2 separate regions of the Mus musculus genome follow, and region 1 is linked to region 2. A link is a contact called in public HiChIP or PLAC-seq data. All regions are on one chromosome and are shown on one strand. Each heading gives the region's core, a stretch centred on a gene start, on an enhancer-like site or on the middle of the called end of the contact. The rest is flanking DNA. Distances are from core to core; before and after follow the strand shown.

Evidence for each region. HiChIP or PLAC-seq counts read pairs in DNA pulled down with a chosen protein or histone mark.
Region 1: an H3K4me3 HiChIP or PLAC-seq map of bone marrow-derived macrophages shows a contact between it and region 2, with 3 times the contacts expected there. The contact joins two enhancer-like sites. A contact is called at or near these places in 1 of 39 promoter capture datasets (liver), 2 of 484 Hi-C or Micro-C datasets (bone marrow-derived macrophages and liver), 2 of 115 datasets of contacts at active chromatin or transcription factors (bone marrow-derived macrophages and microglia) and 2 of 9 other capture datasets (adipose tissue and pancreatic islet).

The regions. Positions count from the first base shown.
Region 1 is chr2:160,333,197-160,340,186 of GRCm38.p6, reverse strand. It overlaps Gm46773 and a transcript of Gm826 not described here. Among named protein-coding and RNA genes, the nearest start is that of Gm826, 9.2 kb to the right of the region's middle. Within about 2 kb of position 4,931, at least 34 of the 459 cell types and tissues checked have an H3K27ac peak or open chromatin away from gene starts, as enhancers often do. A contact at or near this core is called in bone marrow-derived macrophages and microglia, where this site is marked.
Region 2 is chr2:160,220,079-160,227,063 of GRCm38.p6, reverse strand. Gm34805 (a long non-coding RNA gene) reads left to right here. Exons shown (of 3, transcript XR_375182.4): 2 at 2,654-2,745. Among named protein-coding and RNA genes, the nearest start is that of Gm34805, 26 kb to the left of the region's middle. Within about 2 kb of position 1,378, at least 60 of the 459 cell types and tissues checked have an H3K27ac peak or open chromatin away from gene starts, as enhancers often do. A contact at or near this core is called in bone marrow-derived macrophages and microglia, where this site is marked.

The DNA.
Region 1 (6,990 bases), core at 3,682-6,181, 110 kb before region 2:
CTGGCAGTCTTCTGCCTCTGCTATCATCCATGTCAGATGCACACAGACTCAGAGCATCTTAGGTCTACCCTGCTCATGTACTGAGTATAATTTGCTGCTCCTTAGGTGTGGGTTTCCATTTTTCACTTAAAATGTTTGGTCTGATGTCCATCTGTTCTGCAGGACCAAATGCTAAGGGCAAAGCCTGCCTGTCACCCTGTCCCTAGCACTAGGACAGGCACAGACAGATATAGCAGCAATACAATAACTCCTGAGGAAGGACGAATGGCTGCCAATGGTTCATGCCTTCACCAACTCTGCAGCCAATGACCTGGGCCAAATGAGAACTTTCCAATGGTCCATGAGAGCTTTGACTTTGGACTCCATGTGCATTTCCACGGTCAAGTCCAAAGCATTGGGAAATAAGAGCCTGTGTCGTAAGAAGGTGTCCTGGTGACGTGGGTGCCGCTGCCCAACACACCTCCCACAGCTTGCTGTTGTCAGACAGCATCCCTTACACTTTGCTCACAGACTCTGAGGGCAGGGACAAGTGAAGGACACCAGGGGACAGCTCCTTTCTGCTTTGTAATATTTGAGCAGCTCAGCTGGGATGACTACAGTTCTGGGAATGGGGATCCTCTTCAAGACGCTTCTTTGCTCCCGTGTCTGGGATCCAGGCTGTTGTGGCTCAAGGCTGAGGTTGCAGGATTATCATCTGAAGCAGCACACATGGCCTCAAGTGGTTTCAGGGTAGTGGGGGGTTAGGGTTTCTGAGTGGCAGCTTATGCTTCCAAGTGCTCTATGCTGTAACGTGGAGGTCGGTCGTATGGCAATGGAGCCTCACTTCTGTATTCTGGTGATCTGAGGTTTCCAGCTTAAGGAGAAGGACCACAGACCCCAAATCTCAAGGAAACTCTTGTCAAACTGCTATGGATAATTTATGCATGGTAGATCTCTGGCATCAGGTTGGCATACGATCATTCAAAAAAAAAAAAAACCGGATGAACAAACCTATTTCCCATTCAGTTTTTCACCTCTGTTACGAACATTCCAATTAGCTTTGCAAAAAGGGAAGAGGTTTGGTGTTTCACAGTCCAGGGTTCAAATCCTAATTTTATGACTGTATCCATGGGCTCTTGGGCAAGTCACTTGGACCGACCCACTTGAAACTCACCCATTGATGGCCTGATACTGTAGTGAGTTAGTGAGCTACTGGAGAAGCTTGCAGCCTGGTGAGAGCCCAGTGATGGCTTCCTATTGTGCTCATCTAGGCTCCTCCATGTAGGGAGAGTCGGAATAAATGGCTCTCAAACGGTCTTCCTGGATTTAGGCCAGCCACGACCAAAAGGGATCCAGTTTATGTCCTTGCGTTAGTTGCTAAGTTAAGGACCCGGAGACACAGAGAGAACCCTATTATCAGTCCTGGGGGCATATGTGTCCAGGGGGCAAGGGAGGTGGAGGGAGGCAGCTGGGTGACGAATATGCTTCTGGAGCAGTGTGTGGTGGGCCACAGATCTCCTGATCTGTTCTTAGTTATTTATACAGATTCAGTTAAAATCTGACAGCTTTCTGACTTGAGAAGATCGCAGGAAGAATCAGCACACGAATAAGGCAGAAGCAAGCTCTTAGCTGCCTCCTAATGTGACCTAATGCTTAAGAACTGTACCATTTTCATGTATAATCTCATTTGATCACACCAGTATCTTTTTGAGGTAGGTCCTTGCATTGATTCCACTTTACAGACAGACACAGAACCTCAGATAAACAGAGTGAGTTGACCAGCCCCTCCTGGTGTGATCACCTCAAGAATACTGATGCGGCCCCCAACTGTTTGCACTGAAGCAAAGGGTCCCAAGGGGTTAGTGAGGCACATCCTGTTCCGTGTGGCTCAAATGTCTTGGTGTTGAGTTCTCATTCAGTTCGGACATTAGACTCCCTCCAGGAGAGGGAAGGAAAAAGACTTTGAAGATCCTGTGTAGGGTCTCAAAACCAGATCCTATGGGAGGGCATTGCCTGACATCATAGAGGGAAAGCTGATTATGGGGTCAAGAGCATCTATGCTTGCTGAGCGGCACTGGGAAATGGATCAATGGCTTCCAATGACCTGCAGAGTGATATTAGCCAGTTAGAGCTGTCTGCGACCCATCAGGTCCCTTTAACTCCTTCCACTAGTGGAGCTATTGTACTGATCATGCTTCTTTTAATCATGTTTTCATCTGAAATTTGAAGTTGTGCCACTGGCCCAAGGCCATACTGTAGTGGATGGAGCTGAGATTTGAATCCAGACCTCTGACACTGATTCAGCTCTCATTATCTATGTATGGCGCTTCCAGGGAAAGATGGCCCCTGGAATGTCTGGCTAACGCTGGTGAGAGCAAAGGTGTCCCTACTCTCTGCCTCTTCCATCTTTTCCCAGCTGGAAGTAAAAGAGTAGAGTTCCCAGACTACTGATGGGCTGGGGGAACTGCCCCAAGTGGGATATCAATTTGGTTAGCCACATGTTCCTCTGTGGCAAGAATGAGGGGAGGCCCTGGGAAGATAGCTATAAACAAGGCAGGACAGATGCAGGTAGAGTCCATGGTAGTGCCGTGTTCTGGGCTCTGATAGACGTAGGCAATGTGGACGACCTCTTTGTCTTCCCTGGACCTCATATATTCTCCCACTTCCAACTGCCTAAGTCTACACTGTCAGTGTTGATGACAGGCTAAGGATTGATAGTCACCAGGAATGGCCCCCAGCTAGTGAGTGACAGCCTAGTGGATTTATACCCAGGGGACTCAGATGCATGCTCTGCCTCAAATCACAGCAAAGCAGACTTCTGGCTGCCCATAGTGGGAAATTTGCTGGTACACTGAACTTGGCCCTTCTCTGTACAGTCTGCCAGGGGGACTGGGGAGGGACTCAGAGATGGACGGCAAACTGCTCTGTGTGTGTGTGTGTGTGTGTGTGTGTGTGTGTGTGTGTGTGTGTGTCTGTCTGTCTGTCTGTCTGTCTGTCTGTCTGTCTGTCTTAAGGCTTCTATTACTGTGATAAAACACCATGATCAAAAGCAACTTGGGGAGGAAGGGGCTTATTTTAGCTTATGGTTCGGCATCACAGTCCATCACTGAAGGAGTCAGGGCAGGATCTCAAACAGAGCAGGGACCTAAAGCTGATGCAGAGGCTATGGGGGGAGTGCTGCCTACTGGCTTGTTCCTCCTGGTGCATTCAGTTTGTTTTCTTATATATCCCAGGACCACCTGCCCAGGGGTAGCACTGCCCAAAATGGGCTGGTCCTCCCACATCAAAGTTCAATCAAGAAAATGCTCTACGACTCACTGTTAATCCTATAGAGGCAGAGTTTCTTAATTCAGATTTCTTCTTCCCAAATGACCCTACCTTGTGTCAAGTCAAAAGTGAAACTAACCATACAAGGTCTGTGAGTCAGAGATGGGGGCAAAATCGACCCTCAAAAGAATCTAAAGTAAGTCCTCAGAGTGCGTGGGAGTCAGCCGGTGGAAGGGGAGACAGGGATGGAGAGCAGAGAGACAGATGCTCAGGGGAAGTTAGTCCGGAGGAACGTGAAGACTCAGTGCATCCAAGTGTGGTGGAGTGGGGTGAAATTGTGAAGCTGAGGCTGACCATAGGAGCTACAGAGGACAATCTGTGCTTCACCTTAGCACCTTGGGCAGACACGGAAGACTCGAGGCTAGGGAAGTTTGTGAAAGATTTAGAAGCCAAGACGGCGTTTGCTGGGTTCAGCTGAGCATGCTCTAGAAGCTCCTTCTGGGCAGGAAGGAAGAGAGTGTGTTGGGCCAGTTCTCCTTCAAGGAACTTCTTCTTGCTACTGGTCTTCCCTCTTAGGAACCCATAAAGTCGGGCACTGTGGGTAATTATAGGCTTAAAGAGGCCCAGGGCTGGGAGTCTGAAGATATGTGGGGAGTGTGCTGTGGACAGGAGCCAGAGTGCTGGCCTAGCTGCAAGTGAGGGAATGGGACACCCAGACACCCAAGGTCCCCATAACGTGTCCCAGAGCAGGTCCATTTACAGGCATCTAAGGATGGAGCTCAATGTTGCCACAAGCCAGTCACCAATACTCTGGTCCTAGTTTTTTTTTCTCAGGGTTTGTTTCTGTGGTTGCTGAGGTAGGTTCTTGGTACAGTGGATGCTTTCTTTTGGAGTTCTTGGTCTCAGTGGGTTCTGCATGGTGAAGAAAGCTATGTTCTTCCAAGGCAGAAGTGCTTCCCAGGCATTTTGAATAGGCTGCCTGGGGTTTCCTTCTTGTCATGTCCTCTACCTTCTTCACTTAAACCCATTTGAGAAAGACAATCCATGTGGCTTGAAAACTTCATGAACAACGGAGACTAGAGCTGGAAAGATTTGTATTTGAATTCTCCTCTTCCCACCCTCTGTATCTCTCCTGGAAAAAGTTCCTTTTGCTCAGGAAGCCTCAGTTTTCTCATCTCTGCAATGGGATGACAACACCCATTGCAGGTTAGTTGGGAGCACCAGACTTAATGGATAGGTGTTAATACGTAACAGCCATGAAGTCAGTATTTTGACTATGCCATTCCTCCTTACCCTTGTTTTAAAGATGTACAAAGACATACAAAGCCTTCCCAGGGCTACTTCCCACACTCCGTTTATGGGATAGATGATCTTAAAGAAGATGGAAACAAGACCCAGACAGACGGAGGGTCTTGTGAAAGCCGCTCTGGCTAATTAAGCTCTGTTTGTAGTTCTTTGGCAAAGCACAATCATTTGTTAGCTCTAATTAAAAGAAACTATAAAAACAACATAGAACCCAACTGAATGTTTGGAAGACAGAGGGTGGGGGATCAACCCTGTCTCATGAGGTTGGCAGCCTAGCAGTGCAGCAAGGACCCAGCTCATCCATGCTGGTCTGGACCACAGTGCCACAGTGCCACAGTGCCCTGTTCCCCATTCCAGATGAACCATTATCCCGTTAATGGTTTCCTGTGATGTCATCAAACTGCCACTGAGTTTTGCTTTCATTTTCCCCCAGCTTAAGGTTCTGGTAGACACCTCTTTATGAACACAGAATATGTCTCCTTTTTTGTTTCATTTGCTTCAGATAAATTCACAGAAGCAGAGTTGGTGGGTCTTGGGGAAAGGAACACTTTTTGTGGTCCATGATACATATTTTCCAATTTACCTTCCATAAAGGCTCTTGTTTACTTTGCTTCTAGCAAAGCTTATCTGTCTAGAAATTTCCACACCACCTTACGAGCCTTGAGTATTACTGTTTGTTGTTTAGCTTGCTACGTAGGTTGTGATTTCTTTTTAATTTAACTCACTTTCCTTTTTGTTAGTTCAAATGTACACATATATCTGTGCATATGTATCTGTGTCACATGTGTTCCAGTGAGTTCACACTCCGATTGGAATAGTATCGGGTATTTTCTGGGTGGTATTGGTAAGGCAAGTCTTTTGTTACAATGTGCAAAAAGTACCATGGCTATGTGTCTGCAAAAGGCATGTGCACTGTCTGCCCTGCCAGACAGTAATAATTGTCGTCCTAAAGCAGGGCTGCCTCCAAAGCTGAAGTAAACAAATGATTTTACAGCACACAATGGGAGTCCAGACTGACCCTGGTGAATGAAGTTGCTAATACGGCTTCCTGGGATGGATGTCAGCCAAGGGCTTCCCCGGGCGGGCAGGCAACTTAACAGTAGGTCCTGGTGACAGCTGTAAATATGGGACAGATAAGCCAAAGGATGAGGCAGGGGCTGGGCCATGGTGTGTGGGTGTCTGCATTGGGATGTGGGTGTGGAGTGAAGCCTAGAGCAGCCACACACCTCAGGGAAGGGGGCTTGGCATGGCTCAGGCAAGAACACTGAGGGCATCTGAGGTGGGGATGTGTGTTGAGAATTTTTCAAACCCCAGCAGAGACCCAGAACACCTCTGGTGGATCTGACACAGTGTCCAAGTGTTGGGAACAGGCAGACCCAGGTTCCCAACTTGGCTTTGGCTGCTGAGATTAGTGGAAGCTGTCCTTGTGGGCTAAAGGTTAGCTGGGAGCCTGGGCATGTTCTGTTCTCTTTTGCTTTGACCTCACTGGCCTCTCCAGGCCGGAATCCTTGTGCCTTTAGTCTGCCCTGTGCGACTCCCTGCTTGTGCTCAGAAGGCCCCTTCGAAGGCCTTTCTGCCTCTTTCCTCTCAGGCTGACCTTGAGGTGAGCTTCTTGAAGGCTGCTCTGATTCCTGGTAACACAGCTCCTGGAACACGCGTGTATCTGTATTCTGGATAAGCAACAAGGAAAATCTGCTGGTGGCCTCTCTTCTTGTGACATTGAAGGTATCAAGGTATCTGTTATTAGAGAATACACCCCTTGCTTGGACTTAAAAAGGGGGCGCCACAGTACTTTCTCATGCTTGAAGTACTATGCTAACCTCTCCTCCTCCTCCTGGAAGCCTTTCTTGACCTCTCCAGCTGGCAAAGGATTGCTTCCTTTGCCTTCCTCCGTGCCACCTTTCTTACAGATCTTACAGCCCTCGCTTGGTTGGTGCTTGGTCTGTTCTCAGGGTAACTCCCTTCCCAGCTACCCAACTCTATGGCCACGTCCGCGTCTTTTTTACCGCACCCTCTTGTGGGATAACCTTACCCCTCGTGCTGGCCTCGGCACTTTGAGGACTCTCAAGGAACATTTGCTGAGCGAGTGAGTGATGAAATCTTGCCTCTGACATCCACAGAGGGCTCCCGATACGGGTTCTCTTGCTTGGCCCAACTTTCCCGTCAAGGCCTGATAGGCATCATACACATTTGAATAATGACACTGGCTGGTGCTCATGGTAAGCCTTGGGGTACCAGCCCTGGTGGACAGTGCTTTACAAGCAGTGCTGAGTGCTATCTTTCCAGCAACACAAGGAAATTGGTATCCCCATCACCCTCATCACACCAGGACAAGTTTGAGGTTTGCTGAGGACAAGCGACTTGCCAAGGTTAAATCGTGAGGAAGGAACAGAGCTGGAATCTGACCCCAGTTCTGTGTACTGCCAATGTTCCTGCCTG
Region 2 (6,985 bases), core at 129-2,628:
AATATTTGAATTTGAACAACATGGTCACCAGCTCCAGGTAAGAAGAGTTTTCTTTTGACAAACACCCAGAAGCAGGCACAGCAAGAAAAGAATGGTGTCCCACTCTTGGAAAGTCGACTTCCTTCATCAGGCCTCAGTTTCCCCATATGGACAATTTCTGATTGAGAGATGTTTCCCTTAACCTTGGGTGTTCCTTTGGCTCCATGTCACTCTCTATTAGCTGGTCAGTTGGATCCAGTGAGATGGAATTCTGTGTAGTTTAACCTTTCTCTTGGGCATTGTTTTGACCAACTAGAAAGTGAGTTCTGATGACTCATGGACCCCCAACCTGCAAGTACCTAAAGAGTACTTCACTGTAGATGATCCAGTCTGTGGGGATGGCTGTGCAGAGTGTGGCTCACACCCAAACCAAGGGCTGTAGATTTTTTTTTCTTGGCCTCAGCCTTCAGTATTGCTTACAAATACTGGAAAAAGAAGAGAGACCACTTTGAAGTCTACTACTCGGCATCTATTACAATTACAGCAATTTATAAGTTTTGAAACTTGAGCAGTCATCACAGGGAATAAGTGGAGCCGTGAAGAAACAAAATGGGAAATGTCCCTCTAATTCTTTCGGATGGCTGCAAGAAGAAGCCATGGAACAATCCACACAGAATGAAATCTAATGTGGGACCCTCACCTTGTCTGTCTTATGAGCATTTTTACAGAGAAATGCGCACAGTCATCGTGGCGGCCTCCAGAGAGGGTGATTATCGTTGAGGGGGAGTTTCTGCCTGCTCAGTAATATTTTAAGAGAAAACATGGATTTATATACTTCATAATAAGTGAAAGTGAATTAAAAAAATAAAATAATCGCAAATAAATAAATAATAAAATAGAAAGTAAATACAAAATTAAAAATTAAAAAATAATACTAAGGGAAATACTGTAAGATTCACTGCTGTATAAGGCTCATGCAAGGGGCTTGGTGTCATCTTTCTATTGTGAGTTTCTAGGCTCTTTGCTTTATTTTGTTTTCCTTCATGTTTGAGACAGGATCTCTCTCTGTCGCCCAGGCTATCCTGGAACCCATTGAGTTCCTCCTGCCTCCCAAGTGCCAAGATCAAAGGCATGTGGCAACACAGCTGGCTACATTTTAAATAATGAGAATATAGTTATATATTCATGGTGAGATTTTAAAACGGTGTGTGTATGTAGCAGGGGATGGAGGGGGTGTTAATCTTCCAATTTTTAGCTTTTCTCCAAGGGAGCTGAGAGGCTCATAACCCTCCAGGAGCCCATGTGACTACAGGGAGCTTGAGTCAAGTCAGTGACCCAGGGAAGAGGAGCCAGCTATGGCTCTATCACGTGATGTCAGAGCACAGCACCCTGGTTTATTTTGCAACCCAGGCAGGTCCTTTAACCACAGCCTGCTGGCCCGCCCCGCAGGCTGGGGGAGTCAGTGCCAAGTGCCTTTCCTTGAATGACTCAAGCTCCTTCCCGCAATCACTGGGGGAGGATGTGGAGAAGTTGGTCTCCCAGGCAGAGGTGCAGTTCCTGCCCGGGGCCCTGCCAGGCTCAGTGCCCTGGAGGCTGCAGGGCACCAAAGGACTTCAGAGACATTCTCAGATGGAGGCTACTGCTCTGTGTGGAGATAATGCAGCCTTGAGCAGACCACTGAAGTCAGCACCTATGTGGTGGGGGGAGCTGAAGAAGAGGCAGGAAACCCTAACAGGAATGTTCTGCCAAACATGCGGTGCCTGTGTTGCCTGGGACTGAGCTCACATGCCACAGTGGCCCATGAGGCATGGCTTGCCGACCCCATCTCATGGATGCTTGAAACTGAGCATCAGCCAGTTAAGTGACTTGTCCAAGTTCTCAGGCCCAGACTAGTAGGTGGCAGAGGAGACATTTTAAACCAGGTGTGGTTGAAGGCAAAGCCAGGCAATTTACATCATGAGCTCATTGCTCCCACTGATCAGAAAGTCTGTGCTCCTTGGAGGCCACTTCTTATGAACCTTCTCCGGTTTGCAGGTGGGAGGAGAAGGCACAGCAACACAAGAGGTCCTGTAGGTTGGTACCCAGAACAACAGAGAGGATCTTTCTGTGGCGTACCAGACTGTGACCTTTACAGTCTAACACTCTTTAGTCCTCACACCCACTAATGACTTGATTAGCCATTTTACAGATGGGCAAACCCAGGACGTGGAAACTGATCACAGCCAGCAAGAAGAATCTGTTTCTAACTTCTGCCCATCCACACACCCATATATGGAAGACCTTGCTCTTTATCCTGCCTCCCCTCCCCATTTTTTGAGATGCTGGGGATCAAAAACAGGGCCCCACATATGCTAGGCAAGCACTGTACCCCTGAGACTTGTCACCAATCCCTCCCTTTCTCCCAAAGGCTGACTCTTGCTCAGCAGACAAGCTCTTATTCTAGCCTCAAAGCCCATGGAACATCACCTCCTCAGATTCCTCACCTCTGTGGGAGAAACTTCTCACCAAAGCCTCCAGGGTTCCCTGACCACATGTAATGCTATTGAAAGGCTCCCCGCCTGGTCACCCTCAGACACTAGAAGCAGTAGCCACATAACAGCTTCACTGGCCTACAGATTCAGATTTCAGTCCAAACTGTTGGGTGACGTTGAGACAATCACTTTTCCTCTTGTAGCTCCATCTGTGACATGGAAACTCTGATGTCCCTTTCTCAGCTTTGCTCCGTCTTGTGAAATGTTTATATAACGTCTCAGCACAGGACCCAAGGTACGTCAATATCATCAGTCCTTTCTCCAGTCTAGGCATGGATTGTGTAGGTGACTGGCTGGATAAAAGATGGTTGTGCCACTCCAACAGTGTAGATCTGAGGATGGACACCTCTCATCCGTCAGTGGAGGTGACTACCCTGACATCACACGTGTAAAAAGACAGGGTGAGCCGAAACTGAAATGAACATGTTTGGTACTGGGAAGAGACTTAAACTTTAAAAAAAAAAAGGTTTAATTTTAATTTTGATCAAGGTGTTTTAAATGAATTATACCAACTATCCAAAAAAAAAAAAAATGTTATGAACGAGGCTACAATGAAAATCGTGTGTGGAAACACTATTTAGTAATGTTGAGCGTGGTCCTGAACAAACCATTTGCTGACTTCATCAGCTCAACTGTGCCCACTTGCCAACATCCATCAGGAGTGGACCTGCAGACTGGCAATGTTCCCTTACCTTGGAGAAGGGGGGATAAAGAGGTCACAGGACTCTAGCATCTCTCCCAGCTATTTGTATGCAATCTGACCTCATTGTAAGTGGCCTAGAAGCCTGGGATCTTGGGTGGTGCTATAGTATGGCATATAAACTGAGGGAAGTTAATTGAGAGAGGCTCTATCTAAATGACTATTGGAAGTCACTATCCATGCTGGATGAAGACTTCCCAGTGTGGCCGCTGTGGAGTCACCCACATTTCTACCTGGAACCTTTCACCCATGTTCTGTAATTAGCTTACTGCCTCCCAGGATGAACTTTGGTAGAACTGTACTTTGGTTTATTGCCGGGACCTGACAAGGAATGATGTTGACGTTGCTTGTTTCCCAAGGGCAGGAATTCTAGTAACAAGAGCCATCCAAATTCTTACGGACTTTGAGATGACGATGGTGATCCGTCGTGCCATCTTGATATAAATGCTGGGGAAGTAATCTTGAAGAGGGGAGCCGCTGAAAGCAGAACAGACAGGAGTTAGCCACATCAGTCCCCAGAGTGACAAGAACCTGGATAGTCCTTGGGAGAACCGTTTACAGGGGCATGGCAAATCAAACCGCAGTGTCATCATGAGTGGTGTCTGTTTTTATAGGTTACCTTGGAAACAGACTAAGAACTGGAGTTTACTTTATGGGTGCAAGAATGTCAAATTTATGTGAATAGAAACATAGAAGTTCAAAGGCAAAGCAGAAGGGTCAGTTGTAGGAGGTGGGCACTGTTGGGTTGCTTATGATGCTATTTGGGCTGAATCACCAGGTCATTCTACATGTGACCTGGAGTGGCCTCCAACTCCGAGACTTCATACCTAGAGTCTTGGCTATCCTGCTGTTCAGATTTTGCGAGCCCGAGCCCCAAAGCCAGGGCTCAACAGCAATTCCCCAAACACAGCTTCCACGCTGGCCTCAAGATACAAGGGCATGTAATTGCTTCTTGTCTGACTGCAGGAAGCTGAAAGACTTGCACGGGGGATTTTCTGGAGGCCAGAGTGCTCTCTGGTCTTGAGTGCAAGGTTCCCCACGAGTGTTCTGCAGTGTTGGTCAGCAGGGGCTGGTCCTCTCAGCTGTTCCTGAGAGTACTTTGAGCAAAGGCAAAGAGCCCTGCACCTGAGGGAAGCAGTTGCATTAGGCCTAATGGGGCTCACGGGAGCCCTGTTAAGTTCAGAAATTTGACTGCACGGGGGAATCAAGCACTTTGGCCCACATGATCTTTTTCAACTTGGGAGAAGATGAAGCTGTAGATAGAACGACTTCTCTTCAGGGGGCCCCTTAAAGCGAAGCAGAAAGAGCTCTGCTTTCCAGTCTCTTTCTCAGAACTCCTGTGGGTGTGGCGGAAGCCCGACCTTCAGAGGAGGTCCCTGCTCTCTGCCTTCACTCCAGCTCCAAGTACAGGTATCCCTGTGTCTGCCTGGCTGGCCACTGTGAACAGGCGTAGAGTCTTTTGACACCCGACCCAGCCTCAGAATCCCACTGCTACAGCTTGGAGAACATGAGTCACCAAGAATTTGTCTGTTAGGATTTCAGCTCCATTGCCGTTTATTCATTCATTTATTCACCTAGTCCTCAGTTTTTCGCACCACCCCTTTTCTCTGCCCGACTGTGTTTTAGGCGCTGGCAGTGGGACAGAACCATGGGGGCCTTAAGCCAATGTCGAGAAAAAGAACATTGTCCTCAGCTCTGTAATAGCGATCGGCTGGGCGTTCTTTTCAGACCCAGGACAATGGGCAGGCACGAATGGGGCAGATCTTCGTTCCACGGGAGTAGCCATAAGCAGTGACTTTCTGAGATGTCTCAGTTCACAAAGCAGAGGGGGATGAGGAGAAAAAGCCAGTGACTCAGAGGGCCGGGGAAGGGCCTTCTAGGCAGAGCGACTGGCAGAACAGAGAGGCCCAGGCAGCAGGGGCTGAGCTGGTTCCTGAGCCCTGGACACACCCTGTCTCCTCTTACTTTTTCTCTCACCTTCTATCCCTGTCTCCTTGCGCTTTCTCGCTTGCTGTCTCTCCCTCTCCCTGCCCCTTTTCCTCTCTAGCGCACACACACACACACACACACACACACACACACACACACACACACACACACACACACACAGGCTCCTGTGGAAGCCAAAGGTCAATGTTTGCTGTCTTCTTCTATCACTCTTCACTTTAGTTTTTGAGACAGGCTCTCTCACTAACCCTGGAACTCGCCATCTTGGCTAGACTGATGTCATTGTCCCCCTAAGATTTACCTGTCTCTGCTCCTCAGCCCTAGGCTTACAGGTACATGTTGCTGAGCCCAGATTTTCATGTGAATGTAGGGGGATTCAAACTCAGGACTTCGTTCTTGCACAGCAAGCACTTCGAGTACTGAGCCATCTGCCCACCCCTGATTTATCCCCCTATTTCTCGTACCCACTCTATCTGGCCAGCATTCAGCACTGCGGTCTTGTTTCTGACAATCTTGATTTGTGTTTGACCCCAACTTTCCCCTCCCCTCCTTTTCTTTACTGTGCTAGTTTTTCCTTCTGTCCCATTAGGAATCATATTTTCTCAGTTAGTTCTCCAGTGATTCTTTGGGTCCCCCTTTCTCTCTTCTTCTTCTCTCTCTCTCCCCATCCCTCTCCCTCCCTTCCTCCCTCCCTCTCTCCCTCTTCCTCTCTGTCTCTGTATGTCTCTGTCTCTCTGTCTCTTTATCTCTCTGCTGTTTCCACCTAATTTTGGCCCCAGTTCCTTCTTTATCCTCCCCTGCCTGATGGCTCTTCTATTCCCAAGCAGAGGACACTTGGATGGCCATCTGATTGATGCGACCTCTGACAGCCAAAGCCTTTAATCATTCCCACAGCATATCTCTGGGAGTGGTGAGCTCGTGGTGTTTTGTCTGAACTCAAAGAAAGACAGGGGTTCTTAAACAAACATGCTTTCTCGGGAACCCGAGTGATTGTACTTCTCCATTGATCCATCCTCATGTCGAGCATGTGCAAAGCCTTCTGGGGAAATCAGTGAGCTGGCTAAGCTGGGTGTGGAGGGAGGAGGGAGTGGAGTTGTCTCAGGCAGGGCCTGGCCAGGCCATGAATACAGTGGGTTATTTGTAGGAGGGAGAAAGATCATTTCCTGTTGGGCGAATCAGAGCGAACTTCCTGGTGTCAGCTGTTAACTCTGTAAAGCCTTTCTGACTACCCTTCTATCCCCACAGAGAAGGGATGGGTCACCCCCTGTCTCTGTCTTACTAAGAAAGGGACTCTAGCTCTTCCTCACGAGACTATGTGTTTACACACAGCCATCCAAGGGGTTTTCAGTGACTCTCTGTGGTGCCCATTCAAGCCTGTCTGGCTGAGCCAGTTTCCAGTTAGAGGCTTATAACTGGGGGTCATCTTAGGAATAACCATTTAACTTAGTAGGTAAGGGGCTTTGGAGAGTGACCCAGTTTTCCTGTTTCCAAAATCAAGGTGTCTACGCCAAGGTGAGTATCTGGGGAAAGAGAACCTTTTCCTGTTGTATGGAGAGGAAAATTAATGGAGACTCAACATAAATCAGTATGGAGGTTTCTCAGAACTAAGAGTAGAAATATTAGGGGCTGGAGAGATGGCTCAGTGGTTAAGAGCACTGACTGCTATTCTATGGGTTCTGAGTTCAAATCCCAGCAACCACATGGTGGCTCACAACCATCTGTAATGGAATCCGATTCCCTCTTCTGGTATGTCTGAAGATAGTTACACTGTACTCATATAAATAAAAACATAAAGAAATATTAAAAAAAGAAATATTATATGATCCAA